Regions from separate parts of the Mus musculus genome. Here region 2 is linked to region 1. Evidence: chromatin contacts called from public HiChIP or PLAC-seq data. All regions are on one chromosome and are shown on one strand. Each heading gives the region's core, a stretch centred on a gene start, on an enhancer-like site or on the middle of the called end of the contact. The rest is flanking DNA. Distances are from core to core; before and after follow the strand shown.

What was found. HiChIP or PLAC-seq counts read pairs in DNA pulled down with a chosen protein or histone mark.
Region 2: an H3K27ac HiChIP or PLAC-seq map of bone marrow-derived dendritic cells shows a contact between it and region 1, with 4 times the contacts expected there. The contact joins two enhancer-like sites. A contact is called at or near these places in 9 of 484 Hi-C or Micro-C datasets (CD4 T cells, the G1E-ER4 cell line, adipose-derived mesenchymal stem cells and 5 more), 12 of 115 datasets of contacts at active chromatin or transcription factors (bone marrow-derived dendritic cells, bone marrow-derived macrophages, embryonic stem cells and 5 more) and 3 of 9 other capture datasets (adipose tissue, bone marrow-derived macrophages and liver).

What each region holds. Positions count from the first base shown.
Region 1 is chr10:21,604,867-21,612,504 of GRCm38.p6, forward strand. The region is part of intron 2 of 1700020N01Rik (RIKEN cDNA 1700020N01 gene); the gene reads left to right. Among named protein-coding and RNA genes, the nearest start is that of 1700020N01Rik, 16 kb to the left of the region's middle. Within about 2 kb of position 4,880, at least 50 of the 459 cell types and tissues checked have an H3K27ac peak or open chromatin away from gene starts, as enhancers often do. A contact at or near this core is called in bone marrow-derived dendritic cells, bone marrow-derived macrophages, macrophages and 1 more, where this site is marked.
Region 2 is chr10:21,822,756-21,830,393 of GRCm38.p6, forward strand. No RefSeq gene overlaps it. Among named protein-coding and RNA genes, the nearest start is that of Platr6, 32 kb to the right of the region's middle. Within about 2 kb of position 4,581, at least 88 of the 459 cell types and tissues checked have an H3K27ac peak or open chromatin away from gene starts, as enhancers often do. A contact at or near this core is called in bone marrow-derived dendritic cells, bone marrow-derived macrophages, macrophages and 1 more, where this site is marked.

The sequences.
Region 1 (7,638 bases), core at 3,630-6,129:
GGAAAAAATAACATGATACTGGCCCACAAGACAACGCAAGCATCAGAATTTACAGTTTTCATTTTTAAGGCCAGCATATAAACATGTAGCAGGGGAAATAGAAGAATGGGTGCCATATGGTTTCCCCCAATGTTTCTTCTAAAATTCAAAGTCCATGAACTGTGTCCCATAGCCAGTGGAGTCCACTGTGGTGGAGCCTGGGGCTGCTCAGCACTGCAGGCTGCAGAAGGCCTTTGGACCTGAAGCATTCACCCCGCAGCTGGATGGGGGAACTCCCTGGAGAAGAGCCAACTGGTATTTTTTGCTGAGGCTGTCAGTGACACAAGTTGTCACAAGTCTCTTCCCCTTTCTTCCCTGCTCTGTGGAAGACTGGCATGAATATTTCCTACCCCTATTCTCCTTCCCTACGGTTCCCCACTGCACAGGGCTCACTGCCATTCAGATGGCTGGCCTGGCAGGCCACCTGTGGAGGAGTGCCTCTGGCACTGAGCCTAGACATCGAGAGTAAGTTAGACTCAGGATTTTTGGATCCTGACTTCTGTCCTGATGTTTCCCAATCACACTCACTTGAACAGAGACAGATGGTTTGCAGCTAGCCCTGGGAGCAGAAGTTGTCTGGCTTTGCAGTTTGACTATCGAAGGGCCTGTGCTTAGCCAAGAACCCTGAGCTCTTGGGGCTGATTTGGTTCTCAGAGGTCTCCTAACAGCCATAGCCTGGAGGGCTCAATTTCAAAGACTAAGTCATGAAGGAGCAACCCAAATCCCCAGTGTCACAGAAGGAAGGTCAAAGGTGCATGTGTCTATGGGGCAGCGGTGGGGTGGGGTCTTCTCATGGCAGCCGGATGCAGTGCCTTGTAGTTAGATTTCTTTTCTGAGAGTCGCAGACATAAGAGACTGTCACGGTACTGACAGATGGCAAGTGTAGGGGTGGGCATGTGTGCTGGGGCTGAGTGGGACTCACAGCAGCAACTCTGTCACCAACTAGAAAGCACAGGCATAGGTCCTAGCTTCCAGAATGCTGACGTATGAGGACCCTGTGTCTAAGGCCAGCCTGGGCTATATATAGTAAGACCCTGCTTAGAGAAACCAAGGAGATGCAGCTCACTGGTAGGACACATGCACACTGGCTCTTGAGACTTATGCCCAAACTCCAGGATTTATATAGAGTCTTTATTCTTGGCATGATAATGCTTAGACTTTTATGTGACTAGGATTTTATTCTCAGGTTACTGGTCCTTTGTAAGTCTAATGTTCTCATCCTTGTAAACAATACGAACTCTGAAGATGTCAGTTGATATCACAGTAAGATGCTTTCGATGACATGTTTTTAGTCCTGACCCACCTTAATACCTTCTTAAGATTTCCTGCCTTATAAAATTAGTGAGCTAATGCCTGGTCATCATGAAAATACATACTGCATAAATAGTAATAATCCCATTTTATACATTCAAAATAGTATGGTTTGGCAACTAGTCTTCCACACATATTCCCATGTATATATGTCTGTTCAAACATGTGTCTGGGTATATGTGTGTGCACATACTTGTACACGGAGAGTGGGGAGGAGAGAGATCATGTTATTTTTTAAAGAAAAAAATCGTGTTAACTTCTGTAGTCATTTCCCTTTAGCCTTGTTGACTTTCTTTTTACTTAATTATATAGCTCTTCCTGAGTCAAGGTGAGCCCACTCATTCTTTCCAGTGGGCATAGAAGTATCTCATAACTGACCCAGGCATCCTCTCCTTATAGGAGATACTCCAGCCCTTGTAAGTAGCTTCCCACTTGATCTACACATAGCCTGATTGCTCGGATATTCTTTCATGTTTTTATAATTGGAGATGGGTCATATCCAAACTAATGTCACCTACAATCTGGGTACATCCATTCAAAACAACAGGGAACTGTTTTTTTCTATAAATAAAAATTAATATCCTAAGTATAATGGTATTTGGGTTTTTTTTTTTTAATTTGATTACTAAGACTTGAGTGTACCTGTTCTGGATACTGTTGCCTTTTGGAAGTGCTTGTTCTAATGACATTATGGAATTTTTACTTGGTAACAGAATATATCACTTGACTTTGTAACTCTAAGACTCAAGTATTTTGTGGTAGCTTCAAATATGCATACGTTTGTTGTGTGCAGTTACGGTCCAATTTCCTGTGACAAGAGAACTCCCGACTGTTCTTTTGTCCACTTCACCCTTCTGAAGTTGTGAATCTGTCACAGGGTAAGCTCCATAAGGCTGGAGAGTTGAGTCACTCAGAGTGACCCTGGCATGTCGCCAGTGGCTGCACAAATACTAGCTGTGTGAATGAAAACGGGCTCTTGAGTTTCATACTTTGCATCTCTCTGGCCAGAAGAATGTTAGTTTCTAACATAGGCTGTAGTTTCCCTTTCCCAAGTGACAGCAGGTGACTTGGATGGCTTTGACTCCAGGGCCTAATCCTCCCAAAGGTCTCCCTCTGGGAACAGCAGAGGCTCAGACTCACACTGAAGCTGGAAATAGAACTTCCAGGACAACCTAGACGTGGAGGGATCACCTAAGGCCCAAGCTCTCGAGACAGTCCGCGCACAGGCTCCACAAAACTAGGCCTCAGTTGGCTAAATACATCCCCATACAGCAGAGACTACTCCACCATTAGAAATAATGATGAAGAAAACACTGGGCCATGAGACAGAGGCTGTGCCTTCATCCCAGTCCTCAGAGTACATCAGTGTGTACCTTCACGGAAGCACAAAGACACGTGGGTATCAGCAGTGTTTCTGCAGGAAGTGATGGCATCTGGGGTATTTTTATTCTAGTTAGCTAATTCATTCATGTATTTGTTTTGGTATTGATGATAAAACCACTCTACCACTAAGCTACAGTCTCAGCCACTTGATTATAGTAATATTTTAAAAATTCTTTTCACTTCTTGTTTTCTATCAGTAATTTTTGGGGACCAAAGCAAGATAGCTCTTCAGGTGGAGGAACTTGCCACACTAGCCTGCAAGCATGATGTCCCGTCTAGAACCTACAGTGGACAGAGAACTAGCTCATAAAAGGTGTCCTCCGTCTCACACGCACACACACACATGTGCACACATGCGCGGACAACAGAGAAATAGTTCACTTCTAGGACTATGAACATTATTTCTCCTGTTCTTCATCTTAACATATCATAGCAGTTGTTTCTTCTAGTAAAACATCCCACTTGAAAACGTTTTCTAAAAAGAAAAGATAGTACATGTTTCCCCCAACCAGAGCAATAGCAAGCAAGACTCTCATTCCAGATGAATTGGGAACAGCAGTCTCTGCAATCTCTATTTGCTAAAGGGTTGGTAGTTGTCATTACCTCAGTGTTGTGGTGACAGGGTCTATCTCTGACCACTGTCACAAAGTCTGCCTTGTGAAACTGGCAAGTGTTATAGAGAATCTCTCCCTTGCTTAGCTGTATGCCCTGGGAACAAAGCAGCTGTGGCGTTCACAAAGGTTTGAGTAGGAGCAGGCTAACCGCGTTCTGTAGGGACTGAAAACACATATGCCTCCAACTGGGTGAGCAAACCTCCTTCCTCTAAGCGGCTTTCTTAGGACCGGTCTCTCATTGATGGGATTGCTTCATGGTCTGTAGCCCCTACTGTCTGCAAATGTGACTAGACCATCACTCTGGAAGCTTCTGACCATCAGCACCCCGACGCATTACATTCTGGAAACTTCTGCATGTTGTAAAGAATCATATGGGTCCCAGACGGTGACACTTAGTGGGAAAGAAGAAGAATGTAGCTAAGAGCTGTGGGCATTTGTGGTTCTTGCCCAAGAACTGTGTGCAATTAGTGTCTTGAGGGAAACCCATGACCCTCATATGGTCCTGACACATGGTTAGAGCCCAGGCACATACCATTTCCCCAATCAGCGTGTGTTAGATTAATACATTTGCAGTGTGGATATTCTTACAGGATAGATATAGTTATAGCACTCCACTGCAAATACATACTTCCTGTTACTTTCCTCTCACCTACTTATTCCATACAGATTAGTTCCATGAAACTGAGCCATCTCCTCAGGCAGTCATGATAAAGCCCTAAAGATAGGCCTCATTTCTTATCTTTTGAATGATGCCTAGGGAAGTTTTACTTCCTACATTCTTATTTCCTTAGTTCTTTTAATGGAAAAAAATAACAAACACAAAAGTCAATGTGAAACACACATAGACATACTTGTACTTGAACAATCTGGTAACAACATTTTTTTAAAGGCATGAGCACACACAGACACACAGACACACAGACACACAGACAGACACACACACAGTTGGAATAAACATAAACTGTAAACATTCAGAGCTCAGTAAGCTGTTTTTATATTGCGAAGGTTTTACGATGTCTCAGCTCCCTAAAATCATCCTGTCTGTCCTCCTCCTGGTCTTTCTCCATGTTTTAGGGCAGTGACTAAGTAGGGGTGTACCTGGAGAAGCTGCTCAAAGGGAGACATAGACAGGATCTGAGCGTTATTAAACACCTGCTGTGCGCCAGCCCTTTTACATTACTTATTTCTTTTACTCCAGTACACTTCTGCCAAGTAGATATTAACACCACTTTGTGGATCAGACAATGTAGCCAGCAAGGGCAAGAGGCTCCTGTAGGATGGTAAGTGAATGAATCCCTGTGCTTGATCTGCACCCAGCTCTTTCTATCTTAAAAGGCTCAAGTTTTTCCACTGAGCCTGTCAGTAGTGCAGAAATAGGAACAGTCTAGGTCTTTTACAGGCTTTTCCTTGGAAGACTGAGTGACTTGCAAGGCCAAGGTTAATCATCGTTTAACCCACAGAACAGTCTTTCTCTGGCCTCCACCTACTTGGCTGTGGCCTCTAGTTTTGAGCAAGTGAACCCTGTAGCTTGAGCAATACAAGAGCTGTGCTGTCTGAGGCTGCCCAGCTGACTCAACCCTTGTCTGGGTCAGTGTCCTTATTGAATTCTTCCTCTTCTTAGTTTCAGATCCCAGCCCCATTGTCTGTGTCCTTTGTACAAAGAGCAGGTGGCCTTCCACGCTTGCACAGTCCACAACATTTATAGCAAGTCAGCTCATGATGTACAGTACATTTTTTATTGCTCCAGAGATCTGTGGGAACATGGGTTTTGTACACAGAGGTGAAAGATCTTTCTGGCAGGAGCCACGCAAGCTCTGGGCATTTCCTTTAGCCTGCTCTCTTTTGATTTGTGTTCCTTTTGCGATGTTCCAGATTTAAATGGTATGTTTACGTTTCATTTAAACTGCACAATGGTTAACATTGTTCCTAAGGTATAAAAATTAATTTTAGTGAGGTGATGATGTCAGTAGTACATTGGGTTGTTCATTTATGACCCTCCTTTTGCAAATGTTTTATCAACTTTAACTTACTCTGGGAGCTAAGGTGCCACTGATAAATTCATTTGGCATCTATAAAGATTGTTCCTTTTTCTTTTTTTAAATATGGTATTACTATGTAGCCCTTGCTCCCCTGGAATTCATTCCATAGATCAGGCTGGTCTTGAGAACACAGAGATTACCTTCCCTCTGCCTCCCAAGTGCCAAGATTTAAAGGCATGCGCCGCTATGCTTGGCAGAATTAATCTTTGTAATCCTGGTTTTCAGGGATCTCAGAAAAGGGACCTGAAAGTCTTCAGTGACTGGCTCCCTACTCTGTGACCTTCCTAAGAGCCATCCAGATCAGCTCTCTGCCTTGGGACCTGTCCTTTCCAGTGGATAAGAGGACAATCCTATATTTCTAGCCTGTCCACATTTGTTGTCAACTGTTACAAAATTGGTGTTGTATAACATATGCTTTTACAGCTCTCACCTTACTTAATAAAACCATGTGTTTTCCTTATTAGTAAATACTTCCCTGAAGCATAATTTTAGTAGGTAATATACCATTCCCTTCCAAGATGTTACATGACTTATTTATTATTCTTGAAGTTCAAATTGTTTGCAATTTATGCTTGCTATAAAACAGTTAAATGTATTTCCATGTATGAATTTTTAGATATAGTCACTCTGATGTAAAACTTCTATTATTACAAGGTTTTTGAGTAGAATGTGTAAGTATTTTAAGGACTTTTGATACATTCTGGACAAGTATGATTGTGCCAGTTTTGATTTCTGCAACCACTTGGTTCCTCTCCCTCCTTGCTTCTGTGTGTGCTTGGCGTTAGCCTTTCTGCTCAGCACCTGCTCTGTTTTCATCAGGAGCAGGGAACGTACTCTGTTCATCTCCACTCTGCTCACTAACACTTCTACATTACTCATAGTCACCATCCCTGGAGTTGAGATGAAAATGTGACTTACTCTGAGCATGCTGAACGCCAGGACTGAAAGTCAGATGGTCACAGATGTGTCAGATTAATCGGGTTTAGCCCTTTATTAACCTTAATAACATGTTAGGAAGATGCTTCCTAGAAAAGGTTTCTCATACTGGTGATTTCCTCTTTTGTGTGTGGAGTTACTATTATACCTTTTTCACACAAGACTGATTCATACAAGACTAAACAAGGCATATGTGGAGTTTTTCTATATGTAGTCAGTATTTATTGGAAATAGTTTTAAACTTGTCTGTATATTTAAAATGAATAAGTACATTGACCCTACATTTTATCTACCACTCGGGATGCCAGTACATTTAAATAGAACATCAATTCATTTCTTTACTTTAGATTTTATTCTGTTCTTTATTTCTTATCTAACTCAAGATACTCAGATGTTGGCTGTACTGATAATATAGGGTTCCAGATATCAGATCATTATAACAGGACTTTGGCATTACACTAAGAAAATATGTCATTCCATTTGGTGTATACACAAAGTCCTGAATAGTTATTTCAGTAATTAATTTTTCCATGCTGACATAGGAAATGTTATTAGTTCTTAGAAAACTAGCTTCAGCAAGCTTGTAGACTGTCCACAGAGAACAGGACAAGTGAAAATAAAAAGGTCAAGGCACTGGTCCTTAGAGATAAATTGTTTAAGGCATCTCAGCGTGGTTAAATGGTTGCGTCTCTCCATGAAAGGGTAGTGTTGTTCTATACGAGAGTTCTGTTCACTTAAACCTTCAGGTTTATCATCCTGGATTTGCCTACTCATGTACCGCTGTCTCTGCTGCTTGCAGTCCTGTGGGGAGCTCTGTATGATGGGTCTGGGTGAGAACGTGCTCACACTCAACACCACCCACTAGGAAACAGTGGTTAGAACCCAACTGTAAGCCTCTTTATGCCTCATGTCAGAGCTTTGAAGTCCACAGTAGTGCTTGTAGCAAGTGACCTGAGCCAAAGTTTCACAGTGATGAGTATTCCAGTTTTTCAAGTATTTACCCAGGCCACACTTGTGACTCAGTCATACAGTCGTTTGTGACAATCCAACAGACCTTTCACCAGTAGCACTTTGGATTGGAAAGGCTAAGTCTCTCATTCCAGGTCATGGCTCTATAGTGGAGCTGTTCAAACTCAAGGTCTTTTTGTTTTGTTTTAACATTAGATCTGTGTCCTTTCCCTCCAAAGGACACTCGTGTCTTTTTAAGCATCTGTTTATTCTGTGGTTAGGCAGGAACAATGCAGGAAGCCTCAGGGAAAGAAAGGAGCAGTGAACTTAGCCACTTGGTGCTTCTGGAAATATCTTTGCTGAGAATT
Region 2 (7,638 bases), core at 3,331-5,830, 220 kb after region 1:
CACTCACACACACACTAAACTCACACACATACACTTATACATATACTCATACACACTCACACACATTTACAATCCACTGACACTCACATACATACTCACACTCACACATGGACTTATACACACTCATACACATTCATACACACACTCACACACACTCACACAATACACTTACATACACACACACTTATATATATACTCACACACTCACACACATTCACAACCCACTGACACTCACACACACACACACTCACACATACTCACACTTACATATACACACACATATACACGTGCATGTGCAGCTATAGGTCTGCATGCATAATTAGAGGGCAGAAACCAGATACCTGATACTGTTGGTCCTCCCCAGGATCCAATTCATGTGGCTGATCCAGATCATAAGAGTTAATAAAGATTTTGTCTGTCAGGAACTAGAAAAAGTTCTGTCCCTGTGGCTAACCAAGCTAACATCACAGGACACTTCTCACTGTATTGCACGGCATTGTTAATAGCATCCTATCATGTTTAAAAACCCTGCGGATGACAGTTTGGTGTACTCCTTTGCAAGGACAAGGCTGATGAGCCTGCTATATTTTGTTTTAGAATCATTAGTGTATGTGGTAGAGTTTAGGGGCTGGGGCTGGAAAGGATGTGAAGTGTCCTTCAGTTTGAACTCTTCATGTTGCTGATAGAAAAATGTAGTAAAGAGGCACATACTGCCGCACGAGTCGCCTCAGAGGCAGCAAGACAGGTGCGACAGCCAGATGGTCCCCGACACACTTCACTTCCTGTGCCCATCCAAGGTCAGTCTGACAAACTCTGTGTTTTGAGGATAAGTTGCCTCTACATGATATGTGTCTATGTGCATGTATGCGCTTACTCATGAAGCATTTATGATCTACTGAGAATATGTGTGGCAGACACGGTGCAGACACTCTAGGAAGAAGAAAAGCAGTGAAGAAAAAGGGTGATTGTCAGCAGATGAACCATGATGGCTTAAACAGAGAATAATAATCCACAATAGAGAAGTATGAACTGAGGCAGAAGAGACACCTCAGCAGCGAAGAGCTCTGAGTTCACTTCCCAGTATCCTTATCATGGCTTACAATCACCTGTAACACCAGTTCCAGAGAGTTCAACACTCTCTCCTGGCTTTCCGGGGCCCTAAACATAAACACAGTGAGCATACGCACATGCAGACACTCACATGTAAACACAAAATGGAATAAATCCTTAAAGTAGATAAATAAGTATAGGCTGGGTGTCGTAGCTCACACTTGTAATCCCAGCATGTCTGAAGCATGAAGAATTTTCTTTCGCTTTAGATCATCATAATTAGTTAGGATGGTATCAGAACAAATCAGGAACCAAATGCTTATATGGATACGAGATGTAAATACCCACTTGAGGGTGACATTCCCACAGGCAGACTCCATAGCATTGACCACTGACTAGCATTCCTTAGAGTCAGATTGACTCAGACAGTGGTAGTCTAGCTGGAAAGGAGGTGTATGTGGAAGCCAGTGTAGGTAGGTAGTTTAAACCTGTGTAAAGAAAGCCACCACTTATATTTTTAAAGACGTAGACGTCTTGAGATATAGGCAGGAGAGTTTCTGAAACACAGGTGGGAGGCGAGGCAGAGGCAAGGCACAGAAGGAATGTAACTTTGTCTTGGATGAGACTTAGGTGAAAAAACGTCAACATCAGTGCGCCCAGCAGCCGTCTGGGCCTGTTGCACAGTTCAGGGCTGGCTGTCTTGACATTTCCCATTTTCTATGTGCTCCTGTGACTCAGTGCTTTGCTGAGCAAATGCTGGTCTGGGAATGGCTGCATTTCTTGATGAATATTGATGAAGTTGAATGTGAAGCCGCTAGTACCGCATCTTGCTCTATGAATAACAGGGCGCACATAAATGATTAAAGCAAAGCAACCAGAAACCCGGCATTGCCGGTCTTCCCTGGGATCGGATTCATTTGTCAGCTCCCCAAGGTCACTGGCCTCGATTTCCCAGGGCCTAGCCACAACCATGATTAATTGATCTCCTCTCTCATTTCACACACTTAATTTGAAGCAGGGAAAGAGTAAAAACATCTGAAATAATTGGCCTGTAAGCATCTGTGTTCAGCTTCCTGCATCCTCTAAAACATGTGGTTACAGAAGCCGCTGTGAGCCGGGGGAGCTGATGGTTCACAAAGGAACCATAGCTGTTCTTAATCATCTTCCCTGAATTACTTCTTATCTGACATTTAATTCTTTCTCTGTAGTCCTCAGCACTAACTAACCTCAGCCAGCTATACACATATATACATGTGCATATGCACACACATATGCCAATGATGTTGGTACTTTTGGAGACCTGTCTGGGTCTCTGTACAGGGAATGTTTTGAATATCACAACCATCAGTGGAGCAGAATACTTTGTAACACGGGTAGGCACATCTGTAATCCCACCAGGGACAGGGGCAGGAAGACCATGAGTTCCAGGCAAGCTCTTGAGTTACAAGCTAGCCAGAGCTATGTAATAAGACCCTGCCTCAAAATTAGGTAGATACAGATAGGGAAAGAACACTTGGGGTTTGGAGAGGCTGCAAAGAAGACACAAGCAGGAGTTTAAATTTTAAAACCCAATAAATCATTACACAAACTGTGTAAAAAAAAAAGGGGGGGGGGAGTCTTTGGCCTGGCTGGAGCCATGGCTCAGTGAGTAAAGTCATTCGCCACTAAGCCTGTCATCTTGAGTTTGACCCAAGGACTCACACAGCAGAGAAAAAGAACTAGTTTCTCAAAGTCTCTTCTAACCTCTACATTCATGCCGGGTGTGCACGCGCACGTGTACACACACACAAATAAATGTAAAAATAAGAAAAATACTTGTAAAAACCCATTTTAAGTCCCCTCCCAAATTAGGTTATTTGATGTTGGTTTCTTGTCCAGTATTTTGTGCAAAATGATTTTCAAAATCACTTCTGACATTTGGAAGATCATTTCATGGTAAAAGGTTGCTGTGTGAATGAACCTATCTATTTAATTTTACATTAGGTTAGGGTCTATTTGGGGTCTTCTTCAGGCAAGTAACCCTCAGCAGAGGTTGGATTCCACACTGCATGTGCATGTATGATGTTGTACTAAATGGGAAGTCCAGTTGTCCGTGGGACACAAAAACAGACTGAAAAAGTAGCCTTTACCGCCTGCTCATCTTCTATGGCAGAACCAGTCAGTCCTTGACACAGATTGCATGAAAGTGGAGAGCTGGGCAATAATACTGGAGACCGGGTCCTATAAATTTCTCCCTTTTGTTAATTTCTTCATTCCTAATGTTGTGTCAGAAAGAGGAATAGTTCCTAAAACACGTCAGAAGTTTCTCTTTCTCTTCTTTGCCCCTCGGTGTTTCTCTCTGTTCACCTCCCCACAGAGGCTTGCTTCCAAACCGTACTTTACAAACGGACGTTCAACCACCCCAAAAGCTATTGTGTTGTTGAGAATAATTGCGCTGCACAGAATTAAATTATTTCACTATTGTAACAGGGGCTTAAAAGCTGGGATCGAATACCTCAAAGAGCCACCTAAAACTATTAGAGATTACATCATTCATCAAACTCTATTACCTACAATGCTGAGCAACAAAAATGAAGCCTTCCAGGTGTCATTTTTATAAAATAAAATTGAATTTATTTCCATTTTCTTGGTGAAATGGAAATTAGTTGTACAAATCAAAACAAGAGATGGTAATTTTGTCCTTAATTTTAAAAAAATACAAAATTAATCTAAAATTTTAGATAAAATTCTGTGTAGATGGTGTGGAGAAAATAAAGTGTGAAAACTATGAGAGATAAGTGAAAAGAAGTTACTAAATTTGGGACATGTATATATAAAATACATAAAATATGGTATTTATTAGTACTGCTGTTGCAATTCGCCCCTGCTCCTCTTCTTCCTCCTCCTCTTTCTCCTTGTTTCTTCCTCTCCCTCTTTCTTCTCCTCCTCCATGACCTCCTCCTCCTCCGCTTCCCCTCCCCTTCTCCTGCTCCTCCTCCTCCCCCTCCTCCTCCTCCTCCTCCTCCTCCTTCCTTTTTGAGACAGGGTCTTCCTGTGTAGGGCTGGTGGCAGAGCATGGAACTTGCTACCCTGGAACTCACAGAACCCACCTGCCTCTGCTTCCCAAGAACTGGGGTTTAAAAGGTTACATACACCACCACATCTGCAGCTCCAGGAAGACGTTGGAACTTTGTACCCTGAAGCTGGACTCAGCAGGTGCTGGCCTCCCCGGGTCTATTGTTTCTCCTGGAGAATAAGAGGTTGTAACAGATCAGCACTTGCAAGACAAAACAGGAACCTTGCAAGTTAAGGGTTCTGTTTGCGTCTAAGACAGTTAAGACTAAGTTTCTGTTTGCCCTGTGTTAAGTCCTTGCAAGTTAAAGTTTCTATTTGTAGTTGAAAGCAGTTCCTGTTTGTTGTATTAAATCCTAGTTAAAGTTCTTTTTTTTTTTTTTTTTTCCTTTTTTGTCCAGGATTAAGTCCTTGCAAGGTAAGGTTTCTATTTGTAATTAAGAATTAGTTCCTGTTTCTTAGAGCTGATGTAAACTGCTTGCAGCTGATATGATCCTTCCCCAGTCCTTCGCTTTTAGTGTGTCTTTCTAACAGTGTATAAGACCCACTCTCTTGCTCCTGGGAACACTTTATGTCCCTTGTTGGAGGGGCTTCGAGAGACCAGGAGGTGCTGCTCCCTCAAATTCCAACCCAGGGTAAGTCAGCTGGCTGGCCACTCCTAGGTGCACCCCAAACTAGAGCTTGATTAACTGGGCAGTTGTGGATCTGGCTTTGTCTCCTTGAGATTCTCAGGCTTAACATGTGGAGTTCCCCAGCCGTCTTCCCCTCTAACTTTCCCAACTTCTCCAGGAAACCCCTTGAGGCCGAACCCAACCCATGCTCTGAGGCAGAACAAGTTCCTTAAGTGACTCAGCTACTTGCAAATGGTGGCAAGAGGCAGGATGTCGGCATCCCTCTGGACTCTGTTTTTTTTTTTTTTTAAAGAGAAAAACTTCATTACATTTTAATCAAATAGGGATATTAATAAATGTTCATTAGGTGGGGTTGTTAGGGAAAATGTTCCATTTTAACCACCACTGGGGAGCACTCCTTTGCTCCCCAGTCACAAATGGTGGAATTTAGATCCTTTGCAACTCCTTAATATTTTGATTTTTATGATAATATGGCAACTTAAAAAGGTTTAAATTTAAATAACTATAAGTTTTTCAAAATTACTCCAAAAATTAAAGTGTGCTGTTCCAAAAAAAAAAAAAAGTCCTGAACTCAAGGTACAATTCCTAATCCCATCCATAATGCTATGTGTATGATAAATCATTAATAAATTCAATACAATAAAAGTAACATAGTGCCTGATATTTGGGAGACATGAGAGATTTTAAAAACATAGTTTGTGGTTGAATAAATAATACATAAGATGGAAAATTAAGCAAATCGAAGTAGCTCTCTCATATTCTTATTGCCTTTGCTTCTTTTCTAAAGGAGGTTTGTTAATGAACAGAAAGTAGCATAGCTAAGGAAAAAATAATAACTAAACAAGTGCATAATCTTCAGAGGGTAAGAATATGCATCACACACTATAAAAAGCTGGTAAGATACAATGAGGTATTTCAGTACATAAGGCAAATAGGCCTAATCTATATTTTTTCTAACCTAATTATAAAAACTAAGTGGGATCCAGGCCGGTGGCTCACACCTAGAATCCTATAATACACCTATAATGAGGGAGGCAGGAAAGGAGGGTCAGAAGCTCAGGGCAGCCTATGCTACATGGCAATTTGGAGGCCATCCTGGGCTGCGGAGAGCACATCTTTGAAAATATGTTCCCTTACAAGTAGGCTACAATACATAGGGATTCTCCAACAAACATTTATTGATCACACATGCAGAGCTAAGTGCAAAACCAGGGACTGGCGATCAATACGGCAGGCATGCTTCAGCCTGAGGAAGCTTTGTTCAGATAATGTTGTACAAAAGCCGATTATGAAAGAGAGAAGATTCCGCCTAGGGTAGAAAGTAAGGCCGTGCTTCAAGGAGGGCTGGGGGCAGAGCTGCTCTGTGTTGGACAAGAATGGGGAGCTCAGGGCCCTGTCCGCCCCTGTTCCTTCTGTCCTATGGGACTCTATTCAGCAAGTTCAAAAGCAGCGACTTTGTAAGCTTGACTGCATCACCTAGTGTCTGCTGGAAGGGAGGAGGGCCAGACTCTACCAAGCCTAGAAAAACATTTCCCATAATCCTCATTTAGGACTTTCACAGTGCTTTACAGAGTTAAGTGTTGGAATGCTGTCCCTCTATCATCCACCAGTGCAACCATTGAGCGCCTTCTGTGTGCAGAGCACCAGATCACAGAGGACAGCAAACAATAGCTGCTGCCCTTTTGCTTCTTTCCTTTGGGCTGGGCTTGCAGCTTCCAACCACTGGTGACTCAGTGAGTTCTGAGTGATTGCAGCTGTACATAAAAGGAAAGCGCGGAGCGGGAGGAGGGGTTGGGGGGAGGATGAAAGGAGGCCTTCCTCCGGGAAGTGGCATCTTTGCAGACCACCCATTCATTAGTAGGAATTAATTAGTCTAGGAATTGTAATCCAAATTCCTTCAAGGGATCAGGTGGGCGACACAAGCCTGTTCATCTAACCTGCAAGACTGTAAGAGATTTGACAGCCCAAGGCCAGCCGGAAGGAATCTACTGGCCTTAAGGCATTTCAATTCAAACTAAATCATTCTTCCGTAGCCAAACAAAAGACATCTGCAGCCAACCCCAGCAGAAGGACTGGCACCAAGGCTGTAGTGATTCAGACAGGAGCAACAGCGGGGTAAAGGCCCTGTGGCGGCAAGGAGCCAAAGAAGAGCTGGTATGAATAGAGATGGATCTCACGAGAGGGAGAGGGCTCCACAGGCAGAGAAAGGCCAAGAGCAGCCTCACTTGGGGTCTCATTGGCAGGTGAAGCCTTTGGCCCTCATACCAAGTACCCTTGGATACACTGAAGGTTCTAAACAAGGAGGCAGATTCCTCAGTGCTGTTTGGGTGCTATGCGTGAGGAAGACATGGTTTTTATGTGGTCCTGGCTGTCCTGGGACTTGTTACACAGATCAGCCTGGTCTGGAATTGGCAAGGATTCTCCCACCTTTGCCTTCCCCCAGAGCTGGCAGTATGTCCGTGTGTCGTATCATGGCCTGCTTTTAAAAAAGAAAAGAATATTTAAGTGTGTGTGTGTGTGTGTGTGTGTGTGTGTGTGTGTGTGTGAAGTCTCACTGTATAGCCAAGGCTGGCCTCCTACTGTACATCCCAGGTTAGCCTCAATTAGACCAATTGTGTTTATCTCTCAGAGGGGAAGCTCATGTTTCCTGTGTCTGAGGAGGAAAGTCCACTGTCACTGCCCTGGAAAGGACCAAGGGAAAGCTCTGTCCCTCACCCCACACATAAAGTCTTGAGTCTGCCTCTTTGATGTGGCCCTTGGATCACTTACCAGAGCCGTGAATTGTTAGACAGTCCCTGTCTTCAACAAATCCGTGTAACTGGGAGAGGGAACGCCTAAGGCATTGTGGCTCCAGCATGAAGGTATCAACCCCAAGTTACAGGGGTGCTGAGAACAGGGGCCTAAG